Linked DNA regions of Anas platyrhynchos: region 1 is linked to region 2. Evidence: chromatin contacts called from public Hi-C data. All regions are on one chromosome and are shown on one strand. The core of a region is the stretch at or near the end of the contact, and the rest is flanking DNA. Distances in the headings are between cores, read along the strand shown. Region 1 overlaps CNNM2 (cyclin and CBS domain divalent metal cation transport mediator 2). Region 2 holds the start of AS3MT (arsenite methyltransferase).

Region 1 (7,357 bases), core at 269-2,768, 76 kb before region 2:
GCAGGGACGGGGCATTTAAAAGCACACAAGAACAAAAAGGCAGCTCCTGCCCACCCTGCCTCTCTCTGCATTGGTGAGAGCACAGTTTCTGCCCTCAGTATGGTGCCTTAACTTCCTCGCTGAATTTCAAAGCAGCATCACCATCACCCTCTGCCCTCACACCTCTTGCTTTAACGCCACGCTACGAAACACCCTTTCAAAAATCAAACCTGAGAACAGCTCCTCGTCCCCTTGGAAGCAGACAGGTTTTCCAACCACGAGGGCTACTGAAACTCGATGAGCAGAGGGGGGATGAGAGAAGATGGTGGTGTTTCTGGAACTAGGTTGAAAATGGCAGAGGAAAGCACAAACAGTGGGAAAATAACTCAAGAAAGAAATTTCACTGATCTGACAGGAGAAAAAGGCATTTTAGAGCAGTCTACTGTTCTCAGAGGACATAGGCAATATCTTGAAACGTTTAAGGGCTGGTGACTGAATGAAAATGCTCAGACCTAAGGGAGAAAGAAAAGCAGAAAAACACAAGTACAAGTGAAATGATCAGAAGTGCTGACAGCAGTGTACGAGTTATACCAGAGGAGGAGCACAGCAAGTACCAAGGAGGAAGGCAAGAGCACGCTAAGACAAGAAGGTACAGCTGCTGAGAGGGGCGACTTCTGCTACCCCTCCGCTTGCCTCAAGAAGCAGACGAATTACTCCAGAAACAAGAGGGGGTTGTGTACAGAAATGTCATACAAGTGAGTTGCCCAGTGGGTTACACCAAGCAGTTCGTGAGAAAGTCTCCCGAACCCTGTGAACAATGAAAGCAGCCCTTTTTCCATCCATCTCTCCCAGAGTATTTAAAGATTTGAATTTTCCCATATCATTTTTGGTTCGTCTCTTCTCTATAAATAGAGAAGCAGCAGTGCATCCATCTCTTCTTCATCTTTTTTGGTGGTCTAGCGTTGCACACAGGCTGGAATGTTTTTCTAGTAAACGATAAGCGATGGGAAACAAGTTGAAGACAAAGGATGAGAGACCTTGAGCTCGGACAAATAGGAGAGACGGGAGCCTTCTTGTCTTTCCCAAGAGGCAGGTATCTTTTCTCTGGACCAAAGGGTTTTGTTTTGGAAACAAACGCATCTATTTCTGTCATTTCCTTTAGACATGCAGTCTTCATGGGGCTGATAGCAAGACTGACTACAGTGTCTGAGAATGACAGTTTGGCCCCCAAAAGAAAGCATTTCTAACCTAAATATGAAACCCGAAGGAAACACACCCCTGCTGCTAAGCGCACGTCTCAGTGGACTAACGCTGTGATCTATGCTCTGCTCCCAGAGCCTTTACTTTAGGCCAAAGTCTAATAATCGAGTTAGCGCTTTGCGAGGAGAGCTAAAGCCCCTGGGGTTTGTGCCGAGCGGACGGCTGGTGGAGAGGCTGAACTGGACATCAGCAGGTGGCCTGGCTGCCATGGGAAAAAACAAGAGTGCTTTGGGCAGTCGGGGAGCTGAGCGAGGAGCTGCAGGAACGCCTGCGCTCTCCCCCGACCCATGGGAGGTCAGCCACATCACTCGAGAAAAATAAAAACATGAGCAGAAGAGAAAGGGTGAGGTATGGCAGAGGGAGAAAATGCCAAGACCAGGCAGCATGGGCTTAGAAACCGCTTCACAAGTCGATGAGGGTTGAATGCAGCTCAGGTACCTCAAGCTGTGGCCCTGATGTACCACTGCAGCCATGAACAGGACTAGCAACGGGACTGCACCAACACGGCGACATCTCCGTTAATTGGGGATGAAGTTGGGGTGAGTGGCAGGGAGGGGAAACTAATGAGTTCCAGAAGATCACGGTCCTCCATCTCTGCTTAAAAATAGGAACTGCGGTCAGGGGTTTTAGACAGAGAGAGTCAAACCTCAGCATTTGGATCCAGATTTTGAAACCACGAAAGGTCAGAGTTAATTGAGTGTTGGTCATTCAGAGGTCCTGGGACAACTTAAAAATCAACAGAGTGCTGTAAAGTCTTATTCAAGTCAGGCTCCTCTCTCGCATCCAAAAGAAGCAACGATATCCTTGAAAACAACAGCCCAGACCAGCTTTGTTCATGGCTTACCTACTCGATACTTCCCGTAGGGGACGGGAACAAAATGCCAACTAGCAGCAGGGTCATGCAGAGCCTGGGTGCAAGGGCCTCAAGAGAAACAGCTTTCAAAATAGGCCGCAGTGGGCAGGTTCTTGCAGAGCTGGCAGGGCCGCTGACTCTGGGATAGCCTAATCCACTAACAGGTAAATCCCCTCCACGAAACATTCCTTCCTGTCTGAAAAGACTTATTTGGCAACCAAAGCCCCCTGCTTTAGAGCGAGAGCTGGAGAGGAATGTGACCTGTGGCTCCCGATGGGAGAACGCCCCAGCACATGGAGTACCGAGACCGAAAGCCGCCCAAGCCTGAGCACGTGGACCTTTCCATTCAACTGTCCCGACTCCACGTATGAGATCATGGCTTGGCAGGCGGGACGTCAGGCGCTGAAATTTGGGGCCTGAAGAGCTGTTTAGATGCATAAGGGACTATCTCTCCAGACAGCTGGATCCCCAGAGAGGAAGAACTCTGTCTGGTGGTTTTGGCAAACGTCGTGCCAAGCGTAACGGTTCAGCCTGCTAACTCTGGTGAGGACAAAGCAGAAGGGAACTCAATGGCCTAAAACAAAAGGCAAGTGAGGGAATTCTGCTTTGGACCCTACTTCAGCATGCCCCTAGACACTGCTCATGCATGGAGCAAACGCCCATGCTGGGTCTTCAGGGAAAGAGAGGGCATCACAGCTGTGTTACTAGGAGCTGGCTTACCCTGAGATCTGGAGCCTCCTAGCTCATCAATCCCTTCTGTTCAGATTTTGCTCTACAAGCTGCGAGTCCTAGCTACCACCACTAGGATGGCAAATCAAACAGCTCGAATTGCACTAACTGAAATTGCTGAGCAAGAGGAACAGATCCTCTCTCTTCTTTCATGTCAGAGCAGCCAAAGTCTGGCACATATACTAAAAAAAAACGTAAACTAGAAAATGCTAGAAAATCCCACAAGGGCAAGTCTTTTTTTGCCACAGTTTACCCCAGATAATGCACAGAGAAGCCTCATTTTACGTTTTTAACATTTTTTTCATTTCTCCTAATTGGGGAAGGTTTTGGATGCAGGTATAAGACACAGTGCACTTTAGCCACGCTGCTGTTCTTGTACAGAGATGCCTTACTCCCTGCCCAGATAAAGATTCACAGTGGTAAAGCGACTGTAGACTGGTGTGGCATGAGCTCTGCGTGGTCATTCATTCATCAGCCCCACTCATACCAGAATGGCATCGACTCAAAAGGCAGCTGTGTACACATCCATCTCGCCAGAAGTGTTGGCCAGTCACGGTGGTTTTATTTACGTGGAGTGATGGAACAGCCTCTTACCAATGCAAATGCACAGCAAAAGTAGTCACTGGACCTGCTGCAGCTTCTCAAGTGTGCAGAGATAAGCTTCGTTATCAGTCAGTGTAAGAGCCAACTGTTTTCCTGCAAGAATCGTCAGTCACACAATTCCACATCTCATTTCTTAGTAGGTGGCAACGTGTTTCTCCCCACCCCAACAAACGACATTTCTCAAGTGCTGAAAAAGCCAAAGCATAGGAAGTTTTAGGTTCTGCATCATCTAGGAAAAAAGATCACTGCTTTGACCCACCATTAAAATAGGTATGGAAATGTTGGGGGAGGGAGGAGACATGACAAAAAAGGAATTTGATTTATGATTTATAAATCATAAAAATACGAGAAGGACCCATGGGTAGGAATACACACAAATACTTACAAACCAGCCATATTTCAAATTGATGACTTCTCTTTACACATACCAGAATTAGATGCTATTTTTGCATCACTGTTCCTCCAAAGAAGGACATGTGGTAAGCATGCAGTTAACCATTACCAATAATTTCCTGTATTATTTTAGTATCTGGGAGCACCAGACATGTAGCAGTACCCCAAGCTACCAGATGCTTGGGCACTACTCCAAAGAGTTTCTAATCTAACACTGGAGAGACATGATGCATTCAGATGCATAAAGAATTACCAAGGGACAACACTCAGCAAGGCAGGTGGGGGCTCAGCACAACTTCTGCAGTCTTGTGGCAAAGGCGAGATTTCAGAAAGAAGACGAAGGAAAGCAATGAAACACACTCATATATTGAAGGAATGATTAAAAGAGGGCAAAATTTCAAGAAGGTGAACATTTCTGAAACATAGATGATGATGAAAACCATCTCTGGGAAGCAATCCATTTTTCTTTCACCCACAAAGTCCTTTCCTCACACTCTGAAGGGTGAAGAAGACACAACTGGCTACTCTCAACTGCTTGAAACTGCTGTGGTCGCTTACTGAACGAAAATGTGGTGCTCACCCATCCCTGCAGAAGGCACAGTAAGCAGTAAAATGCAGTTTGTGGCCAGCAGAACGTGCAACTGCTCCTTCCACGGGAGGTTGGAATAACCAGACCCTGACAGGATAAATCACCAGTCCTTATGTCTGTACAAAAACAGAGGTGGCTGGAATTTGCTCTGCTCTTTGCAGGAAGATGTTCTCTCTGTCTTGTTCTCTCACAGGCAGAAGAAACAACTAGGGCACATTTAGGACTCTCTAGCTTATGGGTACCTACAGCTGTCAGAATTGGTGACTAGAGCAAGGCGATCAGAGGAAAGCCCAAGCTATTGAGACAGTTAGACCCCTTGGAGATTCAATTCAACCCACAGTCACTGGATTTGGTTTGGTTTTCCTGCTAAATTTTCAGGGGGAAGAAATCCACATTTTGGGCTGTAAGCACATTCAACGGCTAATGAGAAATCAGCTCACCGTGGTTCACTTGTTTCTAATAGGATTGCGCGTACCGCTCCTGTCTTTTTCTCCCCACTTTGGGGAGCTGGGGCCGCACAGGAATTTCCTCTTCTTATAATCCCCCACTGGAAATGATCAGTACTGCTTGTCACAAGCCTATCATGTGGGGAAAAACAAGGCACAGAGGAGGTACAACAACCACCACACACATACACGGCAAAAAAAAGCCACAACAGTACTCTCTGAAGAGGGGTGAAGGGAGATGGTGGTTAAGTGGGCTCTATTTGAAGGCTTGCAGGTTGTTTCTTTGCTTTTATTGTTGGCAATAGCCAAGCTAAATCCTATATCTGTTCACGGTAAAGAACACATATAAGTGACAAAAATAGCCACGCTGTACTAAAGGGAAAGAGGAAGAAAGAGAAATTTAACAAAGGAGAGAAACATCAAGCAAATAAAACCAGGAACTCGTTCAGCTAGCTGCTCCACCAAAAATAAGGCATTACCTGTTAAAGTGAGATGGTGAAAGGAAGCTTCTCGTCTGTGTGAGACAGCACAATAGACTATCACAAACACACATTCCCTTTAGGAGAATTAGAGAGTAACAGAGATTTTTAAGCAAGAGTACGTGTGCGTGTAAATTTGCTTTCCAAATCCAATTTCCCTTCCAATCCTCTCATAGCTTCTCATCAGCAATTTTCTATTTCTACTATGAAGGGCTCTAGCGTAATTATGCTCAGTTACTGAAAGCCTCTTTACTCTAATCCTCTTCTTAGCCTCAAAGTAACAGCATCAACTGATACCTGTGAGCTTAGCTTCCACCATGGGACACACACCAGAGCTCACAGCACAGAAAAAAACCCCTCATGACATACCCGCCTACTCCAGCTCCCTCTGTTCACCTTTCCAGTGCTAAGTCCCAGACCCTGTCGCGGAGCCAGACAAAATTGTCAAGGTCAAAATTTGTAATTTTGGTATTTTAAAGTTCCAAGGAGAAAATGGATGCAAAACCACTACTTATCACGAGAACATGTACTGCTCAGGGGGGTTGTTTGTTTGTTTGCTTGGTTTGTTTGTTTTTTAAACTACTTTAAAAATTCAGAGGAAATGACTTGTCACGAGACTGGTGGGAAGGGGGTGCTGAAGAGGGGGCACTGTGCTCTTTGTTCGTTTTGGCATGGACATTGAAACCAGGCCTTAATATGGATAATTATGGGGTAGAATGAACTCTTCCCCGATGAGTTTTCATCAAGCATCAAGCTAAAAGCAAACTTGAAGAGAAGTATAAACGATTCCGATCCAAGCAATGAAACAGAGGCCAGCAAAAGTTATAAGCTTCTTGGACCTCCTTTTGAGAGGTATTAGAGCTCCTGAATGAATGCAGTTTTCCCTTTAATTCAGAGCACTGCAGGTTTTTCAGCCCAGCTGTTTAACCCCTGCAACGCACGGTGACCTTTTCATTTTCCATTGCTCTTGCAGTTTTCCAGCAGTTTGAGCTCATTTGGGCTAATCACCTCAACATGGAGCTGCAAATGGAAAATGTTGCCGGTAAGTTGTTCCATTCACAGCCATTTAGCCTTGCACTGCTTGCGTCAGGGTGCGCTACCTGTTTTCCCCGTCTCCTTAGGTGGCGAGGCTCCGGACCTTGGGGCCGGTTTGCTCCCAGTGGTCACGCAGGTTCCCAAAAAGATGTGGGTGACCTTCCAGCAGAGGACTCCACCCTGTGCATGTGCACCTTCACCTTGCAGCCTGTCCCATGCCGATCCCCCGGTGAGACACGCTGTGCCACAAGGCAGGGGAACGCACTCCCTGACCCACCGCGATCCTACACGCCTCGAATCCCATCAGGGAGAAACGGCGGTCGCTCCAGAGCGGCGACTGACACCGAGTTTCCACTGTAAACCCAAGCTGACCCTTTCCTGACCCTGCCTGCTAAAAAGCACTAATTTATAAAACATCCCATCAACAAGGAAATTGGTAGGTCTGATTTGGTGAAGGAGAAGAAAACGCACTTTCCCATGCAGATCCCAAATCAACTTGAAAGCTGGCTTTTAAAAAAAAAACAGAATACATGCAATCAAGTATCTAATTGTGGGTTTGGCCCCAACTTTGAGAGATAGGTCATGAAAAAACAGTATCACTGATGTCCTAAACTAGCATTTCTAAGCCCTTTATTTTAACTAAGGCAAAAAAACAAAGCCACCACAGCAAGGCTCGCCTACCCGTGACTGCTCAATACCAAGATTTCAGTAATGCAAAGTTTTGAGTTAACAGTATTACAGGAGCCTATGCCAGAGAAGTAATTTCTGGGTAATCTCAAGTATCAAGAGAGCAACTGAAAATTTTAGGTTTTTTCCCCTGGAAGTTTAGTCTTCCTCTTTCCCCAGTGAAACCAAATCAAAGCATGAGTAGACTTCCATCGACAGAAAGAGCTCTCCGTTCCTACTCAAAGAGCTCCCACCTACTGTCTGGTCACCTTTACTGAGGGACAACAACATCTCATGACAACAAAACGTGCCAGCTCGGTACAGG
Region 2 (7,529 bases), core at 4,055-6,554:
TTTATTTTATTTAAAATCAAATAAAATAACGAAATTGAAATAAAACGAAATGAAATACAATAATAAAAATAAATAAAATATTAAAATAAAATAAAGTAATAAAATAAAGCAAAAATAAAATAAAGATAAATACAAAATTTAAAAAGAAAAAATAATTCCAAATAAAAAGAAACAAAATAATAAAACACAAACAATGTTGAGTGGTTTTTCTAGTCCAAAAAGACAAAAATAAATGAAATGAAAATAATATAGTATTAAAATAAAGTAGTAAATAGATATAAAGTAATAAAGTAAAACCAAAAATAATTTTAAAAGAAACAAAATAATAAAATAAAACACAAACAACGTATGTTTTTTCTAGTCAAAAAAGTCAAAAACAAATAAAATGAAAGAAAAAAAATAAATACAAAATGTAAAAAAATAAAATAAAATAAAATAAAATAAAATATAAAATAAAATAAAATAAAATAAAATAAAATAAAATAAAATAAAATAAAATAAAATAAAATAAAATAAAAAGGAAAAGAAACAAAATAATATTTTTTAAAAAATAAACAAAATAATAAAATAGCACACACACGAGGAGTTACAGTTCTCCAAGCACACCCCTCTGTGTCCCTAAACCCAGCCACTTGCAAGTTCCCGTGCACTGCATCCTGCAGGTTCCTGGTCCCATCTGAACCCAAACGGCAGGCTGGCGAGGTGACTTTCCAGGAAGCCATACTTATGGGCATTATTTATGGGTTCAATCCCCAAACCGGGGATTCATCGCTCCCCTATTTCGCTCCTGGCAGAGATCAGGGCGAGCAGTGCGGGGCACTCAGGAAATCCCTTCTGTGACTGGGAACTGCCCTTACAGGCCTCTAAACTTGTAAAAACCCCAAGGATCTCCCTCTCCTTGCACACACACGGCCTGATGGGGACAAGATGATGTTCAGCTGGCAGGGAGGGGATTTTGGTCCCTCCTGGAGGATCAGGGCAGGAGGAGGGATGGAAATGTTCCCTCATTTCCCAGCTCATCCAGGACGGGGACATGGTGTTGGGGCGGGTGGGACGTGGGACACGTGTGGGGTGTGGGACCCTGCAGCCACAGTGTGGGATTTCCAAAACCGCCGCATTTCCCTGCAAAACCCTGCAGGTGCAAGGCCTGCACAGCACGCAGGGCTTCCCACTAGATGGAGTCCGGGGGAAAAATAAACCTCAGCAGCGCTGCACGGGGAAAGGGGGAAGAAATCCCAACCCCGGGGACAGGCTGTGGGGCTGCCCTGGGCATGAGGGATGGTTTCGGGAAAAGCTACGGGATGGGGTGTGCGTGCAGGGGGTTTCGGGGGGCTCGGAGCAGAGCTGGACTGGTGCATGGGGTACACGCTGCAGGGTGCTGAGAAATCCCATATGAGGGGCCCCACAGCTCCCATCCCTGTCCGTGTGTCCCACAGGGAGCGAGGGGACCCCCAGGGTGCTCCCCGTCCCCACCGTGCTCATACCGAGCCCTAAAAGCACAGCACCCCGCAGTCTCCAACCCCACAGGGTTTCGTCTCGGCCTTTTATTTCTATTTTTTCCTCTGGTGATAACCCCACACCACACAGGCCGCAGCCCCCTGCCCCGCTGGCACCCAGCGGGATGGGGACATCGCTCAGCAGCAGCCCCGGGGCCCGCAGGTGGCAGCGGGACCGCAGGCAGGAGCCGGGGCCGCCAGCTTCTCCAGCAGCTGGAAGGGGTCGCAGATCTTCTCCTGTAGGGCAGAGGAGAAGCCGATTTAGGATCAGGCCGCAGGGAAACACGAGGCCCCCCATGGAAGCAGCGTTTCCCCACCACTCGCTCCCTGCCGCCATGGCGGATCAGCCTGGTGGCTTTCCCCTGCCCTAAGGAGGGTGCTGAGAGCTTCTGGGGGGGGTTTCACTCTGCTTTTTTATCTAAGAAATGCCTTCTGCTTGGACAGGGACCCAAAAGCCCCAGCGCAAGGCTGTGCTCCAGGGACGCGCAGCTGCAGGGCTTTATCTCCCCGGCCTACTGATGACCCCTGCTGGCCCGTGTGGAAGGATGGCCGTGAGGATGAGGAGGGAGGCTGCCAGCAGAGAGATAAAAGTGTTTCGGGCTGTGGGGTCAGGGCCCAGAGCTCACAGCAGCAGCGAGGAGCAGCTGGGGTGGTCGCTGCGCCCCAAAGCAGGGAGGAGCTGTCCCCATACAGACCCCAGGGCTGCCCAGCCACCAGCCCCAGCACCCCAACTGGGCACGTACAGGGGCAAAGGGACCTCTAGCAAGGGACAGCAGCGTCCCCAGCCCCAAATCCAGCACAGGGCTGCTGCTACCAACCTTCACCCTCCTGCCACAGCAGCCCTGGGGTGCGGCAGCATCGGCCCCGGCGGCTCGGATGAGGAATTCCTCCGCAAACCTGGAGCTGCGCAGCACCGCGGCCGTCTCGGCATCCACATCCACCGCCTCTCCTTCCTGGGGACACGGTGACAGGCACGGGGCTGGGACACACGGACCAGGGTCCCCCAGCCGCCCGGTCGGATATGTGGGGACTGAAAGCAGGGCTCAGCCCGGCCCAAAGCCTGGAGGAACACCCACAGGGAGCAAGCAGCGGGCTCCAAACCACCTGGTGAAGCCGCCAGGGATGTTCTGCTCCCATCTCCACAATGCACAGCTCTGGTTCCCTCTCCCTGCCCTATTTGCAGCTCTTCTGGCTTATATTGCTCCCATCCACCACCTCATCCCCTAAACCACACTGCATCAGTGCTGCCCCATCCCCAGCCCTTCAGGCCGGGTCTGCTCGCCATCCCCAGAAGCCCAAAACGCACCTCCCCGTACCTTGAAGGTGAAGTTGGCATCAAACACCAGCTCTCGCTCGTGCCCCACGATCCCACCATTGTAGATGACCTGGCCCGGCCCGGCACGGCTGCTCCCCGGCACCTTGAAGAGCCGAAATGTGGCGGAGACGAAGCGGCAGTCCCCTAAAAAAAAAGAGAGCCCAGCGGGCCAGGTGCTGAGCACAGGGTCCCAGCACCTCTCCCCGGGGCCAAACGGAGCCACTGCTCCCCGTCAGGACCCTCACCGACAACACCCTCCAGCTCCTTGTCCCCGATGGTGATGGGGCTGGCGGTGACCAGGCGCGGGGGGCTGAAGCCCACCTCCTCGGCGATGCTGTAGAGGTCTCCCCAAAACAGGGCTCCCGCCAGGCACTCCCCTGGCACGACAGCACACACACGGGTGACACAAGGCAACAAGGTGCTCCCCGTCCCGTGTCACCCTATATCCAGGAGCCCTACACACCCCACAGCACCCTGTGCTTCCTCACGGCCTCGCTCAGGCGCTGGCTGGCGTAGACGTCGCTGAAGTACATCTCTCCGCCGGGCTGGAAGGCAGTGGGGCAAAATGGGCTGGGAAATGGAGCAACGGCCCCCAAAGTGGCCCCAACCCCGCTCCGCTCCCCACCTTCAGCACGCGATAGGCCTCCCGCAGCACGGCCCTCTTGTCAGGGGCGAGGTTGATCACGCAGTTGGAGCTGGAGAGGAGAAGACCAAGGCTCGTTTGCACCATCACCTCCTACACTCAGCACCGTCTGCTGCTGCACAGCCTGAACTTAGTGCAGGGTTCAACCACAAAAAGGGCAGTCCCCACATTCCCAGGTCCCAGCCCAAATCCTCCTTGGGTTTTTCCCTTTCCTCACACGTGGCTGAAGCAAGAAACCTGGTGGGATGTGGGTGCAGCCCCCTGCAGGGTACCTACATGACAATATCGTAGCTCTCATCAGCCAGCCCGGCATCACCCAGCTTCTCCATGTAGCCCTGGAGGAAGTCCACGTTGGGCTTTCGGTAGCCAAACTTCTCCATGTGATACGCGATGTGCTTCCTCGCCACCTCCACCTGGGAGGAGGAAGGGAACGAACATGGGGGGGGGGGGACACGGAGAGGGGACAAAGCAAGCCCAGGGGTTGTCCCCACACCCTACCTGGCCCTGGGTCATGTCAATGCCGGTGACGTGGCCCCGCTCCCCGACCAGCTGGCTCAGCAGGTAGCAGTCCCTGCCGCTGCCGCTGCCCAGGTCCAGGACCCGGCACGCTGCCAGGCACTCGGGGACAACCAAACCACAGCCGTAGTACCTGGGGGGGGGGGGGGTTACCACCCTGGCTCCTGCCCCCCGGGGGCTGCAGCCCACGGGGAGGTGGCAGCAGGAGGAACTCGCCCGGAGCTCACCTGGCCACCACCTCCTCGTGGACGCGCTCCAGAGCATCTCTGATGGCCTTGGGGACCGGCCTGGCCGAGGTGACGCAAGCGTTGGTTTTCAGGTCCTCCGACTTCTGCAGCTCTTTGCCGTAGTAATCCTGAGGTGCGAAGGACACGGGGCACCCCACTGCAGCGAGCTGGGCCACGGTGACTCCGTGGGGTCACAAAACACGGGATCACGCCCATGCTCAGCTTATATGTGCCCCCCAGAGCCCTCTGGCACCGCACCCAGCTAAAAATCAGGTTAAATACCCACCCTGCTTGGCTTCACCTGCTTGTATACACACACATCTTTGCACAGGAGGGGATTTAATTGCTGTTTGTAATAATTTTTCAGGCCACGGATGCTGTTTCCCTGACTGACGGGGGTGCATGCAGAGAAACACAAGCTCGCCCTGCTCCCTCCTCATCCCCACATGGAAACGAGCAAAGCGCCTGCTCCGAAACCCCGCTGGCAGCAGCCAAATGCCCTTAGCACCCTCACTCCGGTCCCCAAATGAGCTTTGTCCCCTGACTGGCAGGTGTCCTGGCACTGCCTGGGCTCGGCGCTCCCTCCCCGGCCGCCCCGCTCGCCCCCCTCACCTGCACCTCGCGGTGGATCTGGTCCTGGGGGATCTGTTCGCGGGGGATCTGTTTGTGGGGGATCTGCTCCCCGCACGGCGCGGCCACTGCAGCAACGGGGGCACAGGGTTGGTGCCGACGCCACCACCACGGGCACCACGCCAAACCCTTCCCCAAGGCCCTCACCCCCCTCCCCAAAATACAGGAACGCTTTTAGTCCCTCTAGCAACCCCCGAGGAGACCCCAACCCAAATCCTAATGGGAAAAGCACCCCGTGCCAACATCCCCCCCACCAAAACACCCTGACCCTGCCTGCCCTGGAGGGACTACCCCCAAGGACGTCCCTATAGGGTGAATCCCAACCCCCTGCGGGGTCCCATGGGGTCCCCCCACAGGGCCCTGGCACCCTAGAGCCGGAGCCCCGGGGTGCCTGGGTGCCTTACTGCCTCCGGCTGCGGCTCGGCCACGCTCCGCCCCGGCGCCCTGCGCCGCCCCAGGCCTGGCTTCCGCCCGACACCAGCTCCTGCCAGGCCTGAGATTTGGGTAAAAAACCTGGGTACGCAGCCACGCTCGCTACCGGCACCCACGGTGTCACCTCACACCCACAGCCTCAGCCTTTGGGTACCCCCACCCTGCTGTGTCCCATCCCCCGCCCCACTTTCTGCTCGCCCCAAATGCAGGGAAACCCCAGTGGGATGCCCCAGCCCCTGCAGAGGACCGGAGCTCGCAGGGGAAAAAGCTGCCTGCTTCTCCAAAAGCTGGGGGAAAACCTTCTCTCCCCAAACACAGCTGTGAGGCCACGGATTAGGAACCCCCCCCAGGGCACAAACGGACCCCAGTGCCCCATCCTTTAGGCATCACAGCCCCTGCTATCAAGGTAAGCAGGCACAGGAGGTGAAAAGATTAGACTTAGAAGCTGAAACCCAAGCCTTAATAACAAAGCAAATCATTTCAGCTCTTTATGCATACAAGCAAGTGCTTCCAGCGTGCTCCAAGTGCTCTGGGTACATGACTGATGAAAAACAAGACACAATATTTACAGCCCGGACCCCACCTCACTGCCCAGGAAGCAAACGGGAGCCCAGTCACCAAGTCATCGCCACAGAGCCGTGCAGAGCTGACTACACCGGCTCCTGATTTTCTTTTGCATCTCCCTGCCTGCTTCCCAGCTGTGTCTCTGGACACCTTCCCAACCAGATACAGCCACCCAGCACTTCCAAGGCTGCTTAATCAAAAGCTGGAGCAGCAACCCAGCGCAGGAATGTGGTTGAAGGCCGAAGGCAGTACAGATGGGTTGGCAAAGGGATGGCGTTCCAAGCTCTGGCTTAGTGGAAAATAAGATAACCTCAGAGCGGGATGCTCGCCAAGGCATGTCCAGCTGGAGCAGGGACAGAGGTGTCTGTGCAGAATCACGCTTCCCAAAATTCTGGTCTTGGACGGGCACCTCAGCCCACTCTGAAGCACCTCACCCACCCAGCCACTCACAGCTCCCACTGATTAACATGCCCTAAATAAATTGCAGCGACCATCTGTGCCTAAATAAGGACCCGTGTCAAACTTCAGGCACCTGTATTTAAAACCCACATCTCTAGTTTGTACATTTATTGGGAGGGGAGGAGCTGTTTTGTATGAAAACTGGCTGTGTGATTGCTGGTTGTTGGCAGGCACCAGCAGCATTATTCCATCACCCTTCAGGAGACGGATGCTGAGCAGAGCTTAGATGGGAAATAAAATTGTCCCGCTCCGGCTGTGAGAAACATTGGACAGCCGAACATCTCACGTGAAACACGGGAAGTAAGCGAACACAGGGATCGTTGGGGGAAGGGAACTTTCTGCTAAGATGGTTTCAGTCACACGTGGGGAAGCAGGAGAGCGTTCTGGAGACAGAGACGTGGATGGGATCGTGTGAGAGGGGCCCACACGCTCAGAAATGTGTGCTCTGCACGTATCCTAGCGGGCATCCAGCACCGTCCAGACACAGTCCTGAGCCCCGGAGGGGACAGGATGCCTGGCTGCCCTCCGTGCCAGTCGAGAAGTCCTCGTGCCTTCAGCTTCGCTTCATTTCAGCAAGTGACTCAGCTGGTCCCGCAGGTTCGATGACTGCTCGACACTGGGGACAAAACAAGAAGAGGCTGACAGTGAGATCTGATCCCCAGGGAGCACCCAAGGGACGGGAAGAGAAATCCCGGGGTTCCCCACCCCACCTCCCCGTGCCCGCAAGGCAAACCGCACTTCGTGTACTCGTGCACGTTAAGGAAAGATCCATAAGTTTTCAGTAAAATCATCCCTTCACCCAAGATCTCATCTCTTTGCAGTACTGACCTTCACAGAATTGAAATGATATCTTGCTGGGCCAGCATGTTTCAAAAGCAGCTGCAAAAACCTTCCAGCTGCTTCTCTCCCCCCCACACACCCCATTACTCTTTCCTTTCCCCATCAATCTCTACGTGCTGTTTCCCACGTCCTCTTGGCATTCCCTCCGCTAGGTACTCACTTCTTCTGGATTGCTTCCTGCCTAGATGAGAAAAGGAGAGGAAAGAGCATTAGAAAAGCACAAATTTCAGCAACACCACTCGATGGTGATGAAAAGGGACTCAAACAAGGGCTCAGGAGCCCAAAACCCTCACGTGTGTCTGGATTAAGCACCCCGCAGAGCAGGCGGTGCCCCCCTACTTACTGGTACTGCAGGTGCGTGGTTATTATGGCCATTTTCCTCAGGCTCTGTGGAAAACAAGACCAAG

What was found. Hi-C and Micro-C count contacts between places; a contact is called where the count stands out from the background.
Region 1: a Hi-C map of liver shows a contact between it and region 2, with 4 times the contacts expected there. The contact joins the enhancer-like site here to the promoter of AS3MT in region 2. A contact is called at or near these places in 3 of 8 Hi-C or Micro-C datasets (F1 follicle, liver and skeletal muscle).

The regions. Positions count from the first base shown.
Region 1 is chr6:28,090,407-28,097,763 of IASCAAS_PekinDuck_T2T, reverse strand. All of the region lies in intron 1 of CNNM2 (cyclin and CBS domain divalent metal cation transport mediator 2), which reads right to left. Among named protein-coding and RNA genes, the nearest start is that of CNNM2, 68 kb to the right of the region's middle. Within about 2 kb of position 1,518, at least 1 of the 8 cell types and tissues checked has an H3K27ac peak or open chromatin away from gene starts, as enhancers often do.
Region 2 is chr6:28,017,526-28,025,054 of IASCAAS_PekinDuck_T2T, reverse strand. It overlaps AS3MT (arsenite methyltransferase), which reads right to left and starts at 5,304. Exons shown (of 11, transcript XM_027459855.3): 1 at 5,232-5,304; 2 at 4,810-4,895; 3 at 4,198-4,325; 4 at 3,953-4,103; 5 at 3,731-3,867; 6 at 3,437-3,506; 7 at 3,275-3,356; 8 at 3,057-3,188; 9 at 2,813-2,955; 10 at 2,315-2,449; 11 at 1,513-1,733. The coding sequence starts at 5,232. The coding sequence ends at 1,635. BORCS7 (BLOC-1 related complex subunit 7) reads right to left here. Exons shown (of 6, transcript XM_027459857.3): 4 at 7,466-7,509; 5 at 7,283-7,303; 6 at 6,376-6,898. The coding sequence ends at 6,847.